Linked DNA regions of Macaca mulatta: region 2 is linked to region 1. The links are chromatin contacts, called in public Hi-C maps. All regions are on one chromosome and are shown on one strand. The core of a region is the stretch at or near the end of the contact, and the rest is flanking DNA. Distances in the headings are between cores, read along the strand shown. Region 1 overlaps LOC144338035 (a long non-coding RNA gene). Region 2 holds the start of IRF2BP2 (interferon regulatory factor 2 binding protein 2).

The links. Hi-C and Micro-C count contacts between places; a contact is called where the count stands out from the background.
Region 2: a contact with region 1 is called in a Hi-C map of CD4 T cells, with 7 times the contacts expected there. The contact joins the promoter of IRF2BP2 here to the enhancer-like site in region 1. A contact is called at or near these places in 9 of 14 Hi-C or Micro-C datasets (CD4 T cells, blood, cortical neurons and 5 more).

The regions. Positions count from the first base shown.
Region 1 is chr1:14,336,689-14,340,941 of T2T-MMU8v2.0, forward strand. It overlaps LOC144338035 (a long non-coding RNA gene), which reads right to left. Exons shown (of 2, transcript XR_013411772.1): 2 at 1,527-4,253. Among named protein-coding and RNA genes, the nearest start is that of IRF2BP2, 130 kb to the right of the region's middle. Within about 2 kb of position 1,788, at least 13 of the 40 cell types and tissues checked have an H3K27ac peak or open chromatin away from gene starts, as enhancers often do. A contact at or near this core is called in CD4 T cells, where this site is marked.
Region 2 is chr1:14,467,785-14,471,695 of T2T-MMU8v2.0, forward strand. It overlaps IRF2BP2 (interferon regulatory factor 2 binding protein 2), which reads left to right and starts at 2,477. Exons shown (of 2, transcript XM_002808266.4): 1 at 2,477-3,911. The coding sequence starts at 3,169. LOC106995060 (a long non-coding RNA gene) reads right to left here and starts at 3,411. Exons shown (of 9, transcript XR_013411791.1): 1 at 3,272-3,411.

The DNA.
Region 1 (4,253 bases), core at 538-3,037:
CAGCGATGGTCGGCAGAGCCCACTGTCGGAACCCTCGCCCTCCCTAGAACCAAGCATGCGCCTCCTCACCAACTCCCTGCCTGCCCGGTACTCCACTGAGAACACCTTCTCCACACAACAATCAAAAGATCTCTAAAAATTGATAGCCAAACCCATCATAGCTCTTCTTAGAGCCCTCTAGCCGTCACCCATCCTGCTCTGAAAAGCCACTGAAAGTCCTTCCCGTGCACGTGTGGGGTCCTCTAGGCTCTGGCCCTGCCTTCTCCCGTCTTTGTCTGCTTCGCTCCCTGCTCTCCGCCCTTGCCTGCTCTCCTGGCTCCTCACACAAGCCAGGCTCATTCCTGCCCCGCGGCCTTGGACCAGCTGCTCCCTCCTCCTGGAATGCCACTCCCCAGGTCTCACAGAGCTGGCTTCTCTTAAGCTTGAAGGTCACCTCTGCAGAGAGGCCTCGGCTGACTGCCTAGGTGCCCTCTCCTGTCCTTATTCGTTAGAGACAGGGTCTCACTCTGTCGCCCAGGCTGGAGTGAAGTGGTGCGATCATAGCTTCTGCAGCCTCGAACTCCTGGATTTAAGCAATTCTCCTGCATCAGCCGCCTGAGTAGGTGGGACTACAAGCACATGCCACCGTGCTCAGCTCATTTTTAAAATTTTTTTGTAGACATGGGATCTCACTATATTGCCCAGGCTGGTCTTGAACTCCTAGCCTCAAGTGATCCTCCTTCCTTGGTCCCCCAAAGCTCTGGCATTACAGGCGTGAGCCAGCATGTCCAGCCTTTCCTGTTCTCTTCTGATTCTCTGCAGAGCAGTTATCACCATGCACTATTTCCTAGTTGATGTAGGTGGGGATTCATTCGGTTCTTGGATTCTACCCCCTAGACTGTGAGGTCCCTGGAAGCAGGTGCTTTGTCCATGTTCATGGCGGTCTCCCCGCCTGGGGGAGGGCCAGGTAGAGGGTGGGTACGGATTAACTCGTCTCCAGAGAGCCGGTGACTCCTGGTTTGAGGCAGAGAGGGACCACGTGAGCACAAGGGAGAGTCAGATTCTGCAGGGAGGTTATCCTTGGTGGTCTGGAGCAGAAACAGCGCCACGTTGGTCAGGTTCTGGGAAGCATCTGAGTGCATAGCCAAAGAAGCCTGCTTTCCACCAGGAGACCCCGAGATGCCAGAGAAAGCCTCAGGGGGCCAGAACCAGAAAGATTTGGGAGCATGGCAGTAGGGACTAGCCAGGGCCAGGAGGCTGGCATGTGAGAGACCGGGTTGCAGCCACCAGCCTCCCGTGCACGGCTGTGTGTGCCGGTGGCTCAGGTCCATATCCCAGCAACTTCCTGTTCCAACGCCCTCACACACATACACCCTCCGCCACCTCAGGAAGCACCAACAGAATGCTTCTCCATTTAAAATTCAAACTTACTGTCTACGTTGCTGTTTTTTTCTAACTTTGTGAGTGTTTTTCCTAATTACCAGTTGGGTTTTAATGAATCTAATGAATCATGTAGATATAAACACAGCACAGAGCATGTACAAATATACCAGTTCTTGCATTTATTCACAAGTGAGTATGCGAAAAAGAACGATTGTTGGATTCTCATTATTTGTCATCAGTTGAGGCCACGGGCCTGGGTCATTGTAAAAGTATGACTCAGTACCAGGGAAACACTGTACTAGCTTTGACTAGTCGCTCTTGTTCTTTTTAGGTTTTTTGTTGTTTTTTTTTTCTGCTCCTGCTGGCATTACTGCATTCCCCTTTGATGGTGAAAGAATGAGATCAATGAAGGTACCAGAGAATTTATCTGGCAGGATCTTCTCATCTTCCTTTTTACCAATTGTCAGAACTCGGTCTGATTTGCAAACCTGGAGGATGGACGGGTGTCTTGTTTGTTTCTGGTGGTTCCTTTTGTTTTATCTTCATGTTTCTGGTGGTTGGGTTTTGAACGTCAGCCTGTGGAGAGAATGCATCCTTCCTTGACTGAGATGAGAGCGCTTTGAAAATTGTAAAGCACGCACATTGTCAGTAGTTTTGTTGTTGTTGTTATTGGTTCCTTCCTCCAGACAGGGGCCTGGTTCCTGCTCTATTCCACCTTCTCCGCATTATAAAATCCTGAGCTTTAGACCATCCACCCCAGGGTCTCTGCATCTGCAGGAGAAGCGAATCTGTGGCTTCCCCTGCCCATGCTGGGAAGCCCCTGAGCTCCCTGAGATTGCAGGTGCTCTGGGGCCTGCAATTTGGTGAGCCTGTGCCAGAGCCGCCCCTGGAGGGAGCAGAGGCAGAAACCCTCTAGTTTATCTCCAATGGACGAAGTCCTTATCTCAGAAGCCACAACTCCCTGGCCAGGATGGGATCCAGGTTCCTGGACTGTCACCTAGCGAATCCACAATTGTCCAGAAGAAGCCTCCGAGACGGCCTGAAATGTAGCTTGAGCTGGCTGTCTAGGAGCTGGTGCACCATGGCGGTCCCTCCTCCCCTCTTCCCAACCCCACTGCTGCCCTGGAGCGGCTGACTCTCAGACGGAGCAGAGTCCATCCTGGGCCAGGCAGAACACAGCTGCCGTAAGCTGATGTGCAGGTGTTGCAGTAAATGTCTCTGGGGTCACTGCAGACAAGGACCGACTGTATACCTGGCAGGTCTCAGCAGGAACTCCCCCCCCCAGAGACTAGGCACGCCTCCCCTTCATCAGGTGTCCTAGTTACAAATTAGAATGATTCCAGAGTGTCAAGGCCTGCTGTCTCCCTCTCTTGTCTTGATCCCACTGACTGGGTTGTGACCTGTCTAACAACATCACGTAGGCTTTGCTGTGGCTTCACATGGAGTTAACAGACAATAAACATGCATGAAGTGCACACAAATCTCCGCAGCAGAAACCAGCCGGTGACTTTCTTTGGAGCCATGTCACCTGCCTAACCTAAACTCCAGCAGACACGACATAGACACTCCGGTGATCTGCGGCTTCAGGAACAGGAGCTGGGGCCTGTATTTTCCAGCGTGCTCATCCTAATCCACCAAAGGGCGTTCCTGAGGCACGCAGGGGATGCTATGCAGGCTTCAGTAGACGGCTTTTATTCTTATGCTTGATACTTCCTGCAGTTTTATGTTATCTTGTGCAGTTATAAGGAGATGGAGATAATATGCATGTTTGCCTTCTTCTGATTATGTACAGTGTCATTTTGCCAAAAATCTACACCAGCCACAAGGATACGTTTTGGCTGAATATTAGAGACTTTTCTCATTATATTAAAAAAACAAAAAAACAGAAAAACCCAACTAACCTCTCTACTGTTATCACACATAAAGTGATGTAAATGTGTGTGCCATTGCAATAAAGTCACAGTGAGCAGAATTAAATGCTCCAGGTGTGGGCCATGACTAAGCAGCATGACTGAATGAGGCATTTTCTGGTCTTCTTGCAGGCCCTTTCCTTGCTGGGATGGTGGATGGCTCAGTGAGCCATCAGAGAGCAATCACTCAGGTGGGTCTGCGTGGCCCTGAGACTGTTCACATTTTCAGCCATCTTTAAGGCTCAGTTTGCTTCTTCAGAGGCAGGAATTTGGAGCCCGCTGCGAGGACTTTGCTGAGTTCAGACTGCGCAGCTCAACTACATGCCTTTCAGGGGCTCATCCGCTCTGCTGGTGAATAACAGATGTTTGGCATTTCCAACAAGGCCGTGTGTCTTGCCAGGTTCTATGAAGACACTGGGGGAAATGTCCTAAAATGCAACCCCTGTCCTCAACGAGCTCACTGGGTGAAAAGCATGACATACAGAGGCAACACATGAGCAATAAGTCACTTAAGTCATGCTTGAGCATATCTCTGCAAATGTGTGGAAGAGATGGATGGACTAAACCCTCAGTGCAGCAGTGCAGATGTGGAGAGGGCAGCCACGCTCTGGTAGAGCTCCTGAGTGCTTCCTGTTTTGGAATGCCAGTGGCGTCTGCCCTCCTCACTGTTCAGCATGCATTACCATGCATTATCATGGGTGATTAGTAATTTAAAATTTTTATTTCCTGTAGCTCTCACACTTGATGGAGGAATCATCAAATGCTTTAGAGATGCCATCGGCCAAAATGGGGAGATCAAGGCAATCAGAGATACATGTGATTTGTTCAACGTCTCCAGGTTCCCCGTTCATCCAGCAGCTTGAGAAGTCAGTCTTTGGCTAGCAGGAAGAACAGACAGGCCCTGGCACCACGCCAGTGGCCCTGACACCTCAGAGAGATCCATTTGGTGAGGTCATTTGGGCCTCTAGACCTCATGGCCCC
Region 2 (3,911 bases), core at 1,227-3,726, 130 kb after region 1:
CAAAGCTATGTTTACTTAGCATACATCGATAAAGCTGCTTCAGAGCTACATGAAAGGCCAGGCAGCATGAAAGACTTCTGATACAATATAAGGAATTGCTGCCCTGGATCCAGCCTTAACCCCCTTGATTCCAGATCGAGCCCAGAACTAAAATAGCCTTTCCATTTTCCATCGGGCATTTCATTAGGGAAGTTACAACAACTCAGTTTCGACATGAAACTGGCAGTGTAAAGTAAGAAGGAAATGTTCTTCCTTTGGAGAAGAAAAGCTCTGTTCTACAAAGATCTTAGTATCTCTCAAGGCAGAATTTGTATCTCTAATTCTATTTTGGGATGGAGTGGCAGGCTCTCCCTTGAGGCCATTACAGTACCAGCTTGCAGAGAAATGAGTATAATTAGGCCACAGCTCTAATGGTGGGTTGTGTTTTCTTTTAATATGTTTCAGTCAGTGCTTAGTGGGGCCGTCTCTTGGGGGCGTTGAGTTGGTTCATTTCTCTGCAGCACAAGGACTGGACTTCATCCCCTTTGGGCAGTGACGCAGTGGGTGAAGCCATGTGCTGGAATGAGTGTCACAGGGTCTCTGAGGAGGATGACCAAAGGGACAGGTCTTCAAAGTGGTGTGCAACAGCAGGGCCTGGGAGTGACCAAACCCGCTGGCACCAGCTACTCCCGGGAAGGATCTGGGCAGGCCCCGTTCTCCCAGCTTGGAGAGGGTGAGGCAGGATTGCAATTGCAGGGCAAGATCCAGGAACAGATTGAGAGACCTTTAAAGCAAGCGCACCTTCTATGGAAATCCCCAAAAGGCATTCAAGGTTAGCCTGTAAAAACATTTAGGTCTGACATTACGTTTTCTGTGCCATTTTCGAACAGGTTTTTTCATGTGTTTTAAGCAGCTCCCTCCACTGTTTCTCTAAGGGTGTTTTTCCTCTTCCTTGTGGTTAATCCTTTGAAGCAACCTGGTATTTTCAATAGCAACGACTAGAGAGAAACGTCAGCAGGATTTTTTTTTTTCTCTCCACCTACCAATCCAGTTGTAGGAAAGATAATATAATTAGTACCCTGTTCTTCCCACACTTAACCAGCTCATTCCAGTCTCAAGGGAGAGTTGTGGGCCTGTGTTCCCAACAAAAGCAGCCCCAGAGGCCGCCCTTAAAGAGCTGAAGTGTAAAAGTCCCAATTGAAGAGCGACTAAGCCTACGTGTATTAGGGAGACTAACGACCAGCCCAAAGTGATTTACCATAACACACACCAGCTCCTCCTCCCGATAAAAGTGCGAAACTCAAGCATTCAATTCAGTCTGGGCTGAGTCTGAGGCTGCCAACGGTGGCAGAGCTGAAGGCCGCGCGGCTGGGCTGGGCTTACCCCAGCCTGGGTGGCATATAGGGCGCAAGTCTGCCCCCATCGGCGGCCCGCCCTGCGCGACGGCGAGCCAGCCAGCCGGTCGCCCCCACGGCCAGCGGGGACCCCGCGGAGGCGAGCAGGACTTCCCCCCACGACTCGCGCCCGCGCCTCCCGCCACCTCGAGTCCAAGTTCGGGCCCGGGGCGGCGCCTGGACGCCCAGACTCGCCGAAGGGGGTGGGGCCTGCGCTGTGACGCGGTCGCGCTGGCCGTACACCCCGGATCCCTGGAATGTGCATTCGTTCCACGAGGCCCTAGTGCCAGCGGCGCCGAGGCACGTCTGCGCGGAGCGTGCGCACACGCGGCGGCGGCCGCCCACGGTCCCGAGTCCACGTCACGCGCCCGCCGCGCAGACCTACATAAGGCGGCCGGGGCAACTGGCGCGGCGAGGCCCTAGCTGAACAGGGCGGGCTGGACGGGGCTAAGAGCAGCACTTGGTGTTCGCGAGCTGCTAATCCGAACCGCGCTCCCTCCCCTCCAGAGGGCTCCGTGGAAAACGCGCGAGCCAGCTGGCGGCGTGTGCACGTGGTGCTGGGCTTGGGAACATCCAGATTCTCCCTAGTTAGTAAAAGGGGCAGGCGGCGGGTATGTCCTTCCCAAGACAAATGCAAATGCAAAGCACCAGTGACGGATTTCATGCTCTTGTGTCCGACATTGAGCTTTCAAGTATAACTCCTAAAAAACCAGAACTGTGAACCACGCTAGACCTAAAATCCCCATTCTCAGGAGACTGACGGAAACCAAGTGACAAAGTGGCCTTGCATAAAAGAAAAAGAAATGGCTTTTAGCACGATTTGGTCCAGAGGCACACCAGGGGAAAACATCCTGAGGGTGGTCGAGACAGCCGGGTGGGGCGTGAAGTGAGGGAAAGTGGAGGAAAAGCACACGACCACTTTGCGCCGTGTTCCGAGGGGACACCAGCGCTGCGCTGCCGCGCTGCCCCGCGAGCGGGCGGGCGCCACAGAGCCGGCTCTCCCGACAGCGCTCCTTCGGCGCGCAGGGGGGAGGGGAGCGCGCGCGCGGGAGGGCGGGCACGCGCCCGAGGGGAGGGGGCCCGCGCAGGCGCTGTGCGAGACTGTCGAAGAATCAAGTCTGTAGAAGTGGAGCGGCCGCGGCGGCAGCAGCAGCAGCGACGGTGGCGGCGGCAGAGCTGAGGCGGGCTGGCCGCTGACGCTGGCGCTGGAGAGCGGCGACGCCAGGAGCTGTGAGAGAGCGGCGGAGCGACCCGGGGCCTGCGCCGCACCCGAGCTCCACGCCGCCCAGCCGCCGCCGCCCCGGCGCGGCATGCCCCGCCGCTCGGGCTGAGCCTGCCCCGGCGGCCGCCCCCCGCCCCCTGCCCCCCCGGCCTCCCCGCCCCCCGCCCCGCACACTGTGCCGGCCGCCGCCGCGACCTGCTGCGCTCCCCCGCGCCCGCGCGGCCCGTCTTCGCCCCGGTCTGGAGGCCCGCCGCGGCTCCAGCCGAGCCCCCGCCGCCGCGCCCGCCGCACCGCCGCACCGCGCCGCCCGCCCGCGCCCGCGCCGGCCGGGGGGAACTGCTGCCGCGGCTGCAGCCCCTCGCCTCGCGCCCGCCGCCCCTCGTGCACCGGGGGCGCTGCGCGGGCGCCGAGCCTTCGCGGGCTTTGCCGCCGCCGCCGCCGCCTTTGCGGCCGCCGCCGCCGCTGGTGGGGGAGACGCGGGGTTGGGGGGGGAGGAGGGCGCGCGTGGTGCCGGTGGGGGGCGGCGGCGGCGCCCCCTCCTCCTCCTCCTCCGGCGCCGCGGGCTCCTCGGACATGGCCGCGGCGGTGGCGGTGGCGGCCGCGTCCCGGCGGCAGTCGTGCTACCTGTGTGATCTGCCCCGCATGCCCTGGGCCATGATCTGGGACTTCACCGAACCTGTGTGCCGCGGCTGCGTCAACTACGAGGGCGCCGACCGCGTCGAGTTCGTCATCGAGACAGCGCGGCAGCTCAAGCGGGCGCACGGCTGCTTCCCGGAGGGTCGCTCCCCGCCCGGCGCCGCGGCCCCGGCCGCCGCCAAGCCGCCGCCGCTCTCGGCCAAGGACATCCTCTTGCAGCAGCAGCAGCAGCTCGGCCACGGCGGCCCCGAGGCGGCCCCGCGCGCGCCGCAGGCCCTGGAGCGCTACCCCCTGGCGGCCGCGGCCGAGCGGCCCCCGCGCCTCGGCTCTGACTTCGGCGGCAGTCGTCCGGCCGCGAGCCTGGCCCAGCCGCCGACGCCGCAGCCGCCGCCCGTGAACGGCATCTTGGTGCCCAACGGCTTCTCCAAGCTAGAGGAGCCTCCCGAGTTGAATCGCCAGAGCCCGAACCCGCGGCGCGGCCACGCGGTGCCGCCCACCCTGGTGCCGCTCATGAACGGCTCGGCCACGCCGCTGCCCACCGCGCTCGGCCTCGGCGGCCGCGCTGCCGCCTCCTTAGCCGCGGTGTCCGGAACCGCGGCCGCCAGCCTGGGCTCCGCGCAGCCCACCGACCTGGGCGCCCACAAGCGGCCGGCATCCGTGTCGAGCAGCGCGGCCGTGGA